2 separate regions of the Mus musculus genome follow, and region 1 is linked to region 2. A link is a contact called in public HiCAR-type data. All regions are on one chromosome and are shown on one strand. Each heading gives the region's core, a stretch centred on a gene start, on an enhancer-like site or on the middle of the called end of the contact. The rest is flanking DNA. Distances are from core to core; before and after follow the strand shown. Region 1 overlaps Apbb1ip (amyloid beta (A4) precursor protein-binding, family B, member 1 interacting protein). Region 2 overlaps Gm39767 (a long non-coding RNA gene).

Evidence for each region. HiCAR-type assays count read pairs that join an accessible place to other places.
Region 1: a contact with region 2 is called in a HiCAR-type map of Th17 cells, with 15 times the contacts expected there. The contact joins two enhancer-like sites.

Annotation. Positions count from the first base shown.
Region 1 is chr2:22,803,119-22,810,231 of GRCm38.p6, forward strand. The region is part of intron 1 of Apbb1ip (amyloid beta (A4) precursor protein-binding, family B, member 1 interacting protein); the gene reads left to right. Among named protein-coding and RNA genes, the nearest start is that of Apbb1ip, 32 kb to the left of the region's middle. Within about 2 kb of position 4,388, at least 112 of the 459 cell types and tissues checked have an H3K27ac peak or open chromatin away from gene starts, as enhancers often do. A contact at or near this core is called in Th17 cells, where this site is marked.
Region 2 is chr2:21,939,207-21,946,215 of GRCm38.p6, forward strand. All of the region lies in intron 2 of Gm39767 (a long non-coding RNA gene), which reads right to left. Among named protein-coding and RNA genes, the nearest start is that of Gm39767, 21 kb to the right of the region's middle. Within about 2 kb of position 3,860, at least 3 of the 459 cell types and tissues checked have an H3K27ac peak or open chromatin away from gene starts, as enhancers often do. A contact at or near this core is called in Th17 cells, where this site is marked.

The DNA.
Region 1 (7,113 bases), core at 3,138-5,637, 860 kb after region 2:
TTCAACAAATAGGAACAATGAAATGATCACCCATAAGTCCTTCACCTAACATCAATCATTGTTTTTACTTCTCTATTTCCACTGTCTGTCTCTGAAGAACATAAAGAATTCTCTCACATGATTCATATATCACACTGTGGCAGCTGCATACAAACACCACAGTACAATAATCACACTTCTTTTTCTGACATATAACCTATACTCATTTTTGATTGTCTTAATAATAGATTTTTATTACTTGAAAAGTTGAGGCATTTCCCCCCAACACTCAGTGACTGAAGCAAGAGGATTATGAGTTCAAAGCCAACCCAGACTACATAATAAAACCATGTCTAAAAAGAATATTAAAAGTCCAGACCAGTTGTTTTGTTTGGCAGAATGTTCCTCAAATTGGATTTATCTGGCTGATTGCTGACTGGATGTAGAGCGGGATTGCCACTTCCAAAGAGTTCTATAGTGGAGATGCTGTGTCCTCATAATGTCAAATCACTAGCGATGAAAAATTGGATATCTGGTTAATCTGAGAGAAGCCTCTTTGGGATAATTTTCATTTTAAAGTACCTGCTTGGTGGGCATTAAGTAATACGTGTGACATGATTTTCTCAATCTGCTAAACTCTGAAGAGTCTCCTTCAAACATTTCAATTCTCACCTCTCAGAGTGTGGCCTGGAGAAGTAACAGTGATTTGAGTAAAGGTCACATTGCACCATCTGCCCAATGATGTAAACAACCATTGTCTATTCCTACCACCACCCACATGGTAGCTATGGAATCATTCTCTGCTTTAAGATCTATTCATCTCCCCAGTAACCAGGAATGACAGCAAGTGTCTGAAATCCCAGAACCCAGGAGGTGGGAGCTCAAGGATCATAAGTTCAAAGCCAGCCTGGGCCACAGAGGAAGCCCTTTCTCAGCAACACAATAAAATTTATCTTCTTCCCTTTTTCCTTTCCCAGCTTCTTCCTTAACTTACTAACTTCTCTAACATGTTTGTGTAAAGACCTTACATGACCAAGTTGTCACCATAAGAATACATGGATGAAGAAGGCAGCCTGGCCTCCTGCCTTCAGGGAGCTTGCTCATTTAACAGCTATTCATTTGACCACTGCCATAATCTACATTGTTCTATTTACTGGGACTGTAATAGTAAACAAAAAGTGAACCCCACATTGGGCTTACATTCTGGGGGTGGGGGAACTGTAAACAGAAGTGAGGAGTGGAAGGTATTGGTGGATATTAGAAAAGAACTAATTTGAGCTAGGTCTAGGAAGGTCTCTGAACTAGGGTGGTGCTGACTAGATGGTTGGTGCTTCAAAAGAGAGACTTGTGTGGCCTAACACCACTCAGGAGCTGACAGCAGTTACCATACCAGGAGTCAGCAGGAAAGCCTGGGGTTGCTGAGAAGGAGGTGAGTGTACCCTGAGGCCAGAGAAAGTAAGAGGCCAGGGAGAATTGAGGAGGCTTGGTGAGGGCTGGAAGGAGAGGCTCTGAGCTTAGCCAGAATGAAGTTGGGGTCTCTCCAGTGTGAGGCTGTCTTCTGAAAAAACATAGAGCAAAAACTATGGATGGGAAATAAAGAACCAAAACAAATAGAACGTGTTGAGTTTCAGTGAAAATACTTAACACATGCAAGGTCCTGCGGTCCATCTCCAGCATGCACATACACACACACAAAGACACACACACACATACCACACACCATACACACATACACACACACGCACCACATACACAGACATACATAAAAACACACACACACACCACAGACACACACTCAGACACACACACATATATATAAAGACAAACACACAGACAGACACATACCATACATACATAAGCACACACATACAAAGACACACACAGCACATATACACAAATACATACACACAACACAAATACACACACAAAAAGACACACCACACACACACACACACACACACACGCATGATGACACTACACATACACACACAGACACACACACCAACACAGACACACAAAGATACATATAAAGACACACTACACATGTATAAAGACACACACAACTCACACATGTAAATATTTATTTTATTTTGGGCAAGAAGGAAATCATAACACAGTTTAACATGAAAAACACTGTATCAAGTAATTTTTAATTTTCGATTACCAGTCAGCTCCTTGACACATGTTTTCTGCCATCTTAACTTCGTGACCTCTTTGGAGGAGGATGGGTTTGAAGTACAGGTTTAGTAAAGGTGACAGGGGATTTAACTGTTCCTCTAATTTAGTTACTCAGTTCTTTTGTTTGGGGTTGTTTATTGCTTTTGTTGGTTTGGCTTGGTTTAGTTTTTGGTTTGTCTTTTTAATTTGTGTAGTTGTTTGGTTGGTTGGTTTTGAGATAAGATCATTTATTGTATGTAGTACAGCCTGGTCTCAAACTCCCTATGCCTCCAAATGCTGATTTCAAACTCACAGTAATCCACCTGCCTCACTCTTGTAAGGCTTAAGGTTAATAGCATATATTACATGCCTGGTGCTAAATTAGTTTTAATGATTGATAGTTCAATAATTAGATGCTTTAGCCCCTATGTACTCCACAGTGAGGCCCCACAGCGAGGCCCCATTTGTAACTTCCTGTGTGGTTTCTTATTCTGCCAACCCTTCTTACTAAGGAGCAAGATGTGAGAGAACCACAGCCCTCAATCACTACACATGGCCAAGTACACACCACTCCCAGGGCTCAGGCAGCTGGGCTGGAACCACACAGGCATCAGTTCCCAGTCCTCCCAAAGCATTGCTTCCAGCTCTCCTCCCTAGCACAGAAGATGGAGTCTGAAGCCCATGGCATTCATCATAGGGAGGCTCCCACTAAAATCTGTGTAACACGGAGATAGGGAAAGCAGGCCTTAGCCCCACTCCAAGCACAAGGATGACAACCAGGATGATCTCCCAGAGAGAGAACAGTGATCCACACTGTTCTTCACACCTTTAGAAGAGGGTTCATGTTTCTTTGAAAAATACTTTTGCTCCATGATGGGTTGACTCTATGGATCTTGAACCCTCACATATGGAGGGATGACCCGCAACGTTAAATGCTGAATCTGATGATGGAACCGTCGCATGTGGTCATGTGAGATTCATTGGTAATCTTGACCCAGAGAGTAGGTGACATGTCAGGAACAAAAGTTGAACTGGGGTACATTCAGAAGGCAGCAGACCAAGTGTGAGCCAATGAATAAACTTGACTAGCCCCAGGAGTTTTGTTTATTGAACATCAATATGCCTAGTTTATCTACAAAGGCTGTCAATAAATATTTGCTGGATTTGTTCTTCAAAAAAATTCTAAACTGTGTTACAATTTTGTTTTATGTCACAAGAGATTCAAACTCAGAACAGTTCCCCATTCATTATATAGACATTCTAAATGTAATAAAGGGGGAACTTAAGAAACACCCCAAGGTTTAGAAGGATCTTTTCACACTCTGTATGTTCAACTGAAATGAGTCTGCAACCTGTGTCCCAGAGATCCAGAAAAGCCTTTCAGATGAGAGGATGGTAGAGTGTGGTACTCCTCTGACCTGGCCTGGTCTCCTTGTGCTCCATGATGCTTCCTTGATGAGTTGTGTTCAGTAACTTGGAGTCTGATTGAATCATCTTTCTTTTTGCCCCTGGGGAGCTTGGTCTGGCTGAGTGCCTGGCTCTGTTCACACAGAAGCAGGTTGGAAGTATGTACATTTGAAAGTCAAGCTCCTAGACCTGATGGTTCACACCTGTATCCCTAGCACTAGGGTGGTGGAGGCAGGAGGATTTTGAATTTGAGGTCAGCCGGAGTTACACAACCAGAATAGCTGAAAAATTAATTAATTGGTGTGTGCACTCATGTGTGTATACACACACATATCCTCTTAAAACTGTGGTAGCCCATCTCATTGCTCAGTGTGGAGTGTGTGTGTGAGTGTGTGTGTGTGCCCACACACATGCATATACACATACATGCCAACCTCTTGTTCTTTAAAGCAGCCTGTCAGTATTTAAGTTACTGAACGAAGTCATGCCATTCCCAAATGACTTTCTTTTTACAACTGTTTTTCATCTCACTGTCCCATGACATAATTGTGAAAGTGAGCTGTTGTGTTGGACGTTGGTACATGACCACACACAGAAGTACAAATGCAGTGTCCCTGCGAGTTTCCCCTGTGACAAGTGTGGTTAGTCTCTATTGTCTCATGAGCACAGTGACTGTCCAGCAATCTCAGGAGCTGGTTTTCATTCATCTCAAGCACACTGTGCAAAAGCAGGTCAAACAACTCCCCTGAATTCCTCTTAGTTCTTTGTCAAGTTATATTAGTTTGTCTTCTCTGTTACATTGGAGGTACCTCTGTTTCCTGTTTCACATTACCTTGGCTTCCTCCTCTGCCCCTAAACATTGCAGCAACCTTAAACCACGTGCTGTGCTGTTCTGTGAACCACTTCCTCTTCAGGAGAAGCTTTCATTACATTTTGGGGAGAAAAAAAGAAATTATGCTGAAAAAAAATTAGGTCAAGCTCAACAATGTAACTTGATCACCAAACATATCATAAAGGAACAACTTCATAACTTCTGCTGACATGTGTGTTCGGCTGGATTCTGCACTTTGTATTTCACACCAATTGTGACACCAGTCAGGTGTGACACCAACTAAATGTGACTGAAATTTTTTTTCTTTTTGAGACTAGGTCTCATTATGTCGCTGAGACTGACTGGAACTTGCTATGTAGTTCAGGCTTCCCTCAAACTTACAAATCATCTGCACCCATTTCCCAAGTGCCACCATACTGAATTTCACGGAAGTAGTTTCCAAAAAAGTTTGCTTCCTTTTAATCTATCTTTGTGGTATGTTCAGTTGTTCCTTGAAAAGCTATTATCAGCTGCCTATTTTTAAAGCTTAGAAATAATGAAGGCAGAAGAAAATTGTTGCTAAGAGAGCCTCAGATTTTTAAATGTTGTTTCTCATTAATTTTAATTATGACAAGCTGATTATAGACTCAAAATACTGTTCACCTGTAATGTAAAAAAATCAGTCTAACAATATAATCATCTTTTTTACCATCTTCTAACTGCAAAGATGGTATGTAAGCTCTAAATACTTAATCTTTGGTGTAGGCCCAGGATAATTGCAGTTACAGAAACCCACACAGGAAGTCTTACAGGGGTTAAGCCTCTAACCATGTAATGCATATTTATTGACTGCTCAACCTTGTTTAAGCACTGGGTACCTCAGTATTCTCTTTTGTAAAGTAAAGATTTATTTCTCATACTTTATGCTATGAATGTTTTGCCTATATGTATAATTTTGTACCATATGTGTGCTTGGTGCCCAAGAAAATCAGAAGAGGGCACTAGATTCCCTGGAACTGGAGTTACAGATGGTTGTGAGTAACCATGTGGGTGCTGGGAGTCAAACCTGGTAACAGGTGCTCATAACCAGTGAAGAATCCCTTCAACCCAAAGCTACTTCATTTTTACTTTTTAAAATAAGATGTATCATCTGCTCATGGCGTTAAAATGAGTTAGGAATAGCATGGGAACAATTCAGGGACTTTTTTTTTTCCTCCCTCTTTTTCTCTTCTTCTTCTTCTTCTTCTTCTTCTTCTTCTTCTTCTTCTTCTTCTTCTTCTTCTTCTTCTTCTTCTTCTTCTTCTTCTTCTTTTTAATTTTTCTTGGTTGGTTTTGTACTTTTCAGACAAGATCTCACTAAAGAGATCCATACTGACGTTGAGTTTTTCTTTCTGCTCCCTGAATAGTGGAATTAGACAAACCTGTATACACAGCCTGTTTCTCTGTTTGTTCTTTCACGGCAATAGAGACAAGGTATAACCATAGAGCTCAAACTGGCCTGCAATTGACTGCCTAAATGCTAAGTGACAGTAGCCTATATTATTTATTAAATGACAGCTTAGCAATTGATGACTTGTAAAACTGATTGGCCTGGGGTTGGCTTAGAAAAGTTAAACCCCTTTGCAGTGCCAGTCAAGTTGCTAATGTTCTCAAAGCAACTAAGACCCTTGGCTTAAAGCAAGCCTGTAGCTGTGACAGCAGCTAAAAGCAGGCATTTCTGGGCCTAGCTTGGTGGTTGAGAGTGTGCTTTTTCTGTGAACCAGTTCATAACTGCAACAGAGGATCTATCATCCTCTTCTGATATTTGAACACATGGGACAACATCTACACATACACATATTTTGTTAAAAAAATACACTTTAAAAAAAAACTGTTTAAAGTCAACTTCCTGTTTAATTGACCTGACAGTCAGGAAAGATGGGATTTGTTAAGCTCTAAGGATCATCAGGCACTGCCATGTTGCATGTCTGATGTGGTACCACAGGAACCATGTCAAGCATCTAGGCAGTGAGGTGGTAGGGAGCTTTGTGTATAGCTTACTAGCTGGATGGTAGCCCACATCTTCCTGTCTGGGATGGGGGTTAATCAGCAGGACAGTTTGGAAGACATAAATTGTAAGTTCTCATCCTTAGTAACTGCTCCCTAGTATTTTTAGTTCCCAGTAATCTGAAGAGTTCTAAGATAGTAACCAAAGGAGTCTGGTGCTGTTATGTCAAAGGCTGTGACTGCAGGCTTAAGGCAGGACTATATGAACTCTTACATAAATGCCACAGCAACTCTGTGAGATGTATGCTATTATTCCTCATTTTGCAGACAAGGACACTGAGGCACCAGGAAGTTAGATGCCTTCTTGAGGTGGTCGCTGAGGCCAGAATTGACTATATGCTGAGGACAAATGTCCAGTGGTTTTACTGACAGCATTGAACAGTTGACATGAAAGCTGGATTTTGAATAACTCGAATTTTATGAAGCATAAACAAAGGATATTATTTATAAGGAATGTATACACAGAGACTAAAAGAATGACACAAAGTCTATTCATATGGCATAAAGGGCCCTGCATAGCAAGAACTGAGCCTTAAGAAGTGGGTAGGAGAAGTTCCTGGAAGATTCTGAAGACACAGTGGGCACAGAGCTCCTCCACTCGCTCATGGTCAGCCATGGAAGGTATTTTAAGCAGGAATGTGACAAGTTCATGACTGTGTTTGAATTCAGTGCTTATGCTGTCATTGAGGACAGGAAGTCAGGGTGACTGGAAG
Region 2 (7,009 bases), core at 2,610-5,109:
GAAAATCCCTATCTCCAGTGTTCAGCTGGACTCATTCTTCACTGTTGACAGAGCCTATTCAAACTGCCTGCCCTGTTTACCCATTAGGACCTGCTGCCCATCCATCTCTTCATTCACGTTTGCAACTCGACTCCCACCCTGTAGCATAACCCCAGGTTCAGCAGCTGAATCTCTCCAACAAGACTTCCATCTCAGCTTTGTTTCTTAATCTATCAGTGCAGTTTCTGTCAGTTCCCTGTGTATTGGATGCTCTTCTACCTCTGAGATTAAAAAGCCCATGTCCAAGACAACTTATAGAAAACAGGAGTTTGCTTAGGCTCTCATGACTCCATACTGGCAGAGAAAAAGCATGGTGGCAGGAACACTGAGGCTTGTGTCTCAAACCACAAACCCAGAATAGAGGGAGTGACCTATAAATGTGGCAATCTTTAAACGCTCACAGGCCATCTTAGTGACATACTTTCTCCAGCAAGGCCACACCTCCCAAGCCTTTCCAAATGAGAACAAGGTATTCAAATACTCTAGACTATGGGGGATATCTCATTCAAAACACCACACCCTGACTTCTGGGAATCTTTGAAACTTGAATTTGCTGCAGCCTCCTAATCCTTTACAGCCATTCTGTAACCCACATATATAACCATATATGACAATTACTATATGCATGTACTATATAACTTGAAAGTTAATATTAGTGATTAGTTTAGGAACAAACTAAACTGTACTCTCTTTAGTCAAAGCTATCAACAAGAGCAGGGATATTTGGCAACTTGATGTTATTGGAAGTGTTATACCTGTGACCTATTGAGATGGCTCAGAGGACAAAGGCACTTGTCACCAAGACTGATGACATGGGTCTAGTCACCCAAATCCACATTGTGGAAGGAGAGAGCTGACTCCTACAGGTTGTCTCTCTGACATCCACATGCACACTGTGACAAGTGCATGACACACACACACATACACCTGCAGATACATTCACATATACACACACTCGCACACACAGACACAGACACGTACACACTCATACACATGTATACATGCAGACACACCCACAAACATGTACACACACACACTTACACACATGTAAAAACATTCCTGTAAAGTGCCAAACCATGTGACTGTGCTCAATAAATTCTGTCATTGCATAAAGACACGCATGTGTTCATTCACATTTCACTCATGATGCTACCACAGCAGGTATCTGGAGCAATGGTCTTTTGGATGCCATTATCTGGGAGAGTGCTCTGCTCTGGTCTCTGGCCACTGCCCACACGTACTACAATGTAATGAATTCTATCTTCTACACTAAAGTAAACTTCCTTGGTGTTAGAAAAATAAAGAACAAACATCATATAGTGATCACAATAAATGCAAAAATGTAACAAGTAGTTGATAAGACTTAGTAAATAATCTTAATAACATCCTACTGCCCTCCACTTCACTGAGTGTGCTATTAAAAGAATCTATGATGAAAATTCCCATTTACATCTAGAAGTAAAAGAGAGGGAGGGGGAAACAAAGCAAAAAGATTTAAGCACACACATAAGGTATGTGCAGACACCATCATGCACTATTCCTCGGGAACCAGAAATGAGACATTACCACCAAATCCATTCAACATTGTACTGGATGGAAACAAAAAAAAAAGATGAAAATTAGTACTGGAGAGGTAGCCAGTGGTTAAGAGCCCAGTGATAGATTGCAAGCCCCTCTTCTGTTGAGGCTCGTTGGCCTATGGCAGCAAAAGTCTACTCATCAGATGGATATGGTGACACACACATGACGGAGGCAGAGGCAGATGGAGTTCTATTAGTCTGAGGCCAGCATGATTTAGATAGTGAGTTCTAGGCCAGCCAAAGGTACATAGGAAGACCTTGTTGCAAATAAATAAATAAATAAATATTTTTAAAATGTCCAGTTGTCACTTGGTCTTCTGTGGGTGCTTGAGTCTCTCATGCATTTTGAATGATAAAATATACTTCCAAGGTTTTAAAACTGTGTCCCAGAAAATGGACCCTGAATAAACGAGGTAGAAACTAGGAATGTTTGACAGTTGCTTTCTGCTCCTCCCTTCTCATTGAACTGCTTCAGATCTTCTAGCATGTGGTCTGTCTCACTCATGACCACTAGATGGCTCTCTACTCTAAAACTCTTGCATTGTTTCTTTTTCCACCAGGCACAATGTTTGCTTTGTTCTTCTGCTCCCCAAAAGTATTCAGAACACGTGATGAATAAGTCAACAGAGTAATATTTTAAGTAAAAAGAACATGTGTTACAACTGGAATTTTCTACTACATCAGAGCAAGAGTCCCAACCATGAATAAAAAAGGAAAAGCTGCCATCTCTCCCCTTGCTTCACTATAGCTCCCTTCACATTCCTTGTTAGAAGTTTGGTCCTGATATCTTCCACCGTTGTCCTCAGGTGGCAGTTTTGGAAAATGGATGAAATTAGGGAGAAGGAGACATTGGAAGTTTGGAAAGGCCACTTGGGGGAGTACTAATGAGTGATAACAAATAGGTATTGGGTAGCAGGTACTGGGTATTGGGTATTGGGTAGCAAGTAGTGGGTAGTGGGTAACAGGTATTGGGTAGCAGATATTGGGTAGCAGGTAGTGTGTGGCGGGTAGTGGGCAGTGGATAGTGGGTAGTGGGTAGCAGGTAGTGGGTATGAGTAGTGAGACCCAATCCATCCCTCTTTCTCTTTTCACTTCCAAGTTGTCATTAGGGGAGTGGTTTGGCTTTATGATTTCCCACTATATTTTAATATGCTCCTCTTCATAGGCCCCAAAGCAAGAACACTAACCATTCCTGGATAAGATCTTCAAACTTTTGAGCTAATACAAAGTTTTCAAGTTGATCGTTCTTGGATACTTTGTTATAACAATGCAAAACTGGTTAATACCTCTCTCTCTCTCTTTCTCTCTCCTTTTCTTCCCCCTTTCCATTCTTCTCCCTTTCTTCTTTTCTTTCCTTCTCTTTTTACAATATTCTCCCACCCCTGAGTGAATTACATTAAAAACTACTGCATCTCCATTTTTTAAAAATTTCTTCTGTTCATTGCCATTATTTACTTGTTTCTTTGAGACAGTGTTACAGATGGATCCTTCACTATTGAGCCACACCTTCAGTGTTTCCATTTCCTTATCTGTTGAAAGAAAAATTTACCTTATTTTTTAAATATTCAACGAGTAAGACATTTAGAGCCATACCCAAATTGTGGTGTGTGGTCAGTAAACATTAGTAACAATTCTAATGGTTTCTGTTACCATAAAGAGGAGCAAATGTAACACTAAAGAAATGAAACAAGGAAATTCTTGACTTACTATTGTTCTTTAATCTAGAAGCTTCTCCTTAAGATCTGTTTGGATTGAGTCATAGGTTTCCATGGTTAGACAGACCTGCATCCAGACTTACAGAGTCTGAGTAGATATTTTCCATAGCCCACTACAAGTTTCCTTGTGGCAAACCAGGAGAGAAAGGTAGTCTGGGTGTTTACAAACTTCTTAGAAACTGGTACAGGAATTCAGGATGGTCACACACACACACACATACACAGAGTAGTGCATTTAGAGTGGTAGGCTTTGAGGTCACCAACATAATACAAAGGCTTTCTGAATACAACCCCTGCTATAAAAAAAAAAAAAAAAGCGTGGTTTAGAGCTATGCTTCACCTTCCATTCTGCTTTGTTTGTCTCAGAACACCTGCTGCCCTTCTTCCATGTGCTTTCAAATTGTCTGAAAATTTGAAGAGTTTTATCTTGAGACAGAAATATCTTCCCCCACCTCCACCCCAAACCCTGGGAAGAGAGAGAGTGACTGCAAATGAATCACCATGACTTTACACCTGAACTGACCTCATTGTTAGTTCTAACTATTGGGAGCAACCCTGTTTGAATGTTAATTACCTTGTCAGTCATAAGTGCTTACTTACGAAGTCTTGGCCTTAGTGGAAAAGTACTCGCTTGGTTAAGATTTATGTGGTAAAAGTTGAGGCCTCTGGAGGAAAGTACTACCCCCAATTAAGAACAAATAACTATACATATTGTGGACAGGTACCTAGCAACTCTCTCTGTTCTGTTCCTCCTGCTGAACCTTTTATCTAGCCAATATCCTGCTTCTGGGAACAAGTGTGTTCCCCCAGAAACAAAGCAAATCTGTGTCATCCCCCTCCCCATATCCTGCTTCTATTGGGTATAAAACCTGCCTGGGAAAAATAACATTTGTCAGCTTGATCAATCAGACTTGATGTCTGTTCTTTGTGTTTCTTGTCCCCCATTCTCGCCACAGGTGGCTCCTCAGACACTGTTCATCAATTGCTCACAGGGGTCAACAACAACTCCTGTTTCTCAAGGCTAATGGATGGTGCTCCCTCCTATGATAATGAAGTCCTGTGAGGACTACAAGCTTCATTCTCATCTTCCTATTTATCTTCCTCCTCCTCCTTCATAAAACCTCACATAACCCAGGGTGACCTTCCTCCTCACTTCAGGGCTTACAGGTATATGCCATCTGCTTGGGTTAAATGAGCTACCTTAAAGCAATTCTTGTTGCCATAGTCTAGTTTTATATTTCCATTGTGTGGTTTCTCAATAAACCGCAGTCCTACACTAAATATGAAGCAGAAGCAAAGGCCAGCACTTACTTCCCTAATTCCTGACTGAAGGGATGTGTCTAGTCATGTCACAGCAGTGATATCACAGCTGGAGCCATAGAAGTGCCATACCTTCTCCACCAAGATACTCTAACCAGAACCACCCTCCTTGAGCTGCTTTTGTCAAGTATCTAGTCACAACAGCAAGAAAGTGACTAATACAACAGCGATCAGTCTGAGCCATTTCCAGGTAAGTCTGTCTTCTTAGAAATTTGTTTATCCCACTTTGATTATCTAGTATGTTGAAACACAGTTATTTATATTAATCCCTTACAATCATCTCTGGTTCTGTAGCATTAGTTCTGGTGTGTTCTTTCGTCCCTAATCTCAGTATCATCTTTTTCTTTCTTTCTTTCTTTCTTTCTTTCTTTCTTTCTTTCTTTCTTTCTTTCTTTCTTTCTTTCTTTCTCTCTCTGCTTAATTATTCAGTCTAGTGAATCATTTATCAATTTTGTTGATCCTTTAAAAGAGCCAAGATTTACTTTTGTCAAAATTTCAAACTATCTTAAGAAAAAAATAGATATTTGAAAAAATAAATAGGAGACAAAAAGATGAGCTGTTTCAGAGTTTCAGAGCTTGTACTGCTCTTGCAGAAGACTAGTACTCACATTAGATGGCTCCTAACTACTGGTAACTCCAGATCTAGGGACCCAACACCTTGTTCTGTCTCTACAGGCATTCACACCTACATACAGAGACAATATGCAATAAATAATTATTTCTAAATGAGAGATATAAAAGATAGCATGAAAAAATTGTTAGTAAAAGTTGTCTGCCATGACACACTGAGGGGTACACAGTGGATTTTACCAGATAAGACAAGATGAGATACTTCCAAAACTGAAAAGCACACAAGAGTATGAAACAGTTCCTAGCTCTTTTAATATGGCTAATAGTATCCCTTTATAATGTCATACAAATCTATCATAAAAAGGGAAACTGTATACCAATATCCCCAGGAATGGCACACACATCCTCAGAAATATTAGCAGACTAAATCCAACCATGCATGTTAAGGAGTAAGCATTATCTACCCAAATAGAATATCTACTTGTTACATGTAGAAATGAAGTGCCAGAACATGTTGCAGTTCAAGAAAAGCTAGACAGTATACCTTGTAATAGAAGCCAGAAGACCAAAGATTACTGCACACTTCTACCTATATAAAATATCCACAAAGATGTGTAAGAGCCTTTGTAGAACTGGAAGTAAATATAGAGATGAGCAATAAGTAAGGAAGTACCCAATACCCCCAAACCCAATAGTGAGGATGTCTCACAGGGACACAAGAGTTAACTGAAAGAGCTCTCAGTGCACGGAGCATGGATAACTAAACAGAGTCTGTAATGAAGTACTAGCCTGAAGCTCAAAACGAAAGTGAATACACACAAGCCTCTGTTGATATAAATTAGTAGGAGGAGATAGAGTAATTTCTCATTCCAGATGATCTGTGTTGTTATTAGGTCCCAATAAGGTGACTGCAATATAATGATCAATGGTAAGAAGAGGAAATAAACACTTCTATAATGGAAAACCCTGAGGTTCTACTGCAGATCAGGGTTAACATCATCAAAGGCAAGTCTTGTTCATAGTACTCTATTTTCACAGTCTTCCTGCCTAAAGGCCTGTTTATGATAAGAGAAACAAACTCAAGGACAGTGTAAATAGCCATAAACTATTCCTCCTGATGTCAGTGCCATCAGATTGAGGAGCCTGGAAACACTGGAGGAAGATGGTGAAATCAAGAGGACAGTGGACCTCAGGACTAACTAAATGTGATGCTGGATACTGGGCAGGATCCTAAGACAAAAGATGAACAGGCAAGCACAACAGAACTCTGAATCAAGAACAAACTTCAGACAATAATATCATGACACTGTCTCCTTAACTATGACCAATGTGCCTTAGTAGGATGTTCATAACAAGGGGAGTTAGTGTGGGTCATGTGTAAGCCTCTGTACTAGCTAGTTTTGTGTCAACTTGGCACAGGCTGGAGTTATCACAGAGAAAGGAGCTTCAGTTGGGGAAATGTCTCCACGAGATCCAGCTGTACGGCATTTTCTCAATTATTGATCAAGGGGGGTGGGGGGAGGTCCCACCTCTGGGCTGGTAGTCTTGGTTCTATAAGAGAGCAGGCTGAGCAAGCCAGGGGAAGCAAGCCAGTAAGGAATATCCCTCCATGGCTCTACATCAGCTCCTGCTTTCTGCCCTGCTTGAGTTCCAGTCCTGACTTCCTTGGTGATGAACAGCAGTATGGAAGTGTAAGCCGAATAAACCCTTTCCTCCCCAACTGCTTCTTGGTCATGATGTTTGTGCAGGAAAAGAAACCCTGACTAAGACAGCCTCCTACTACCT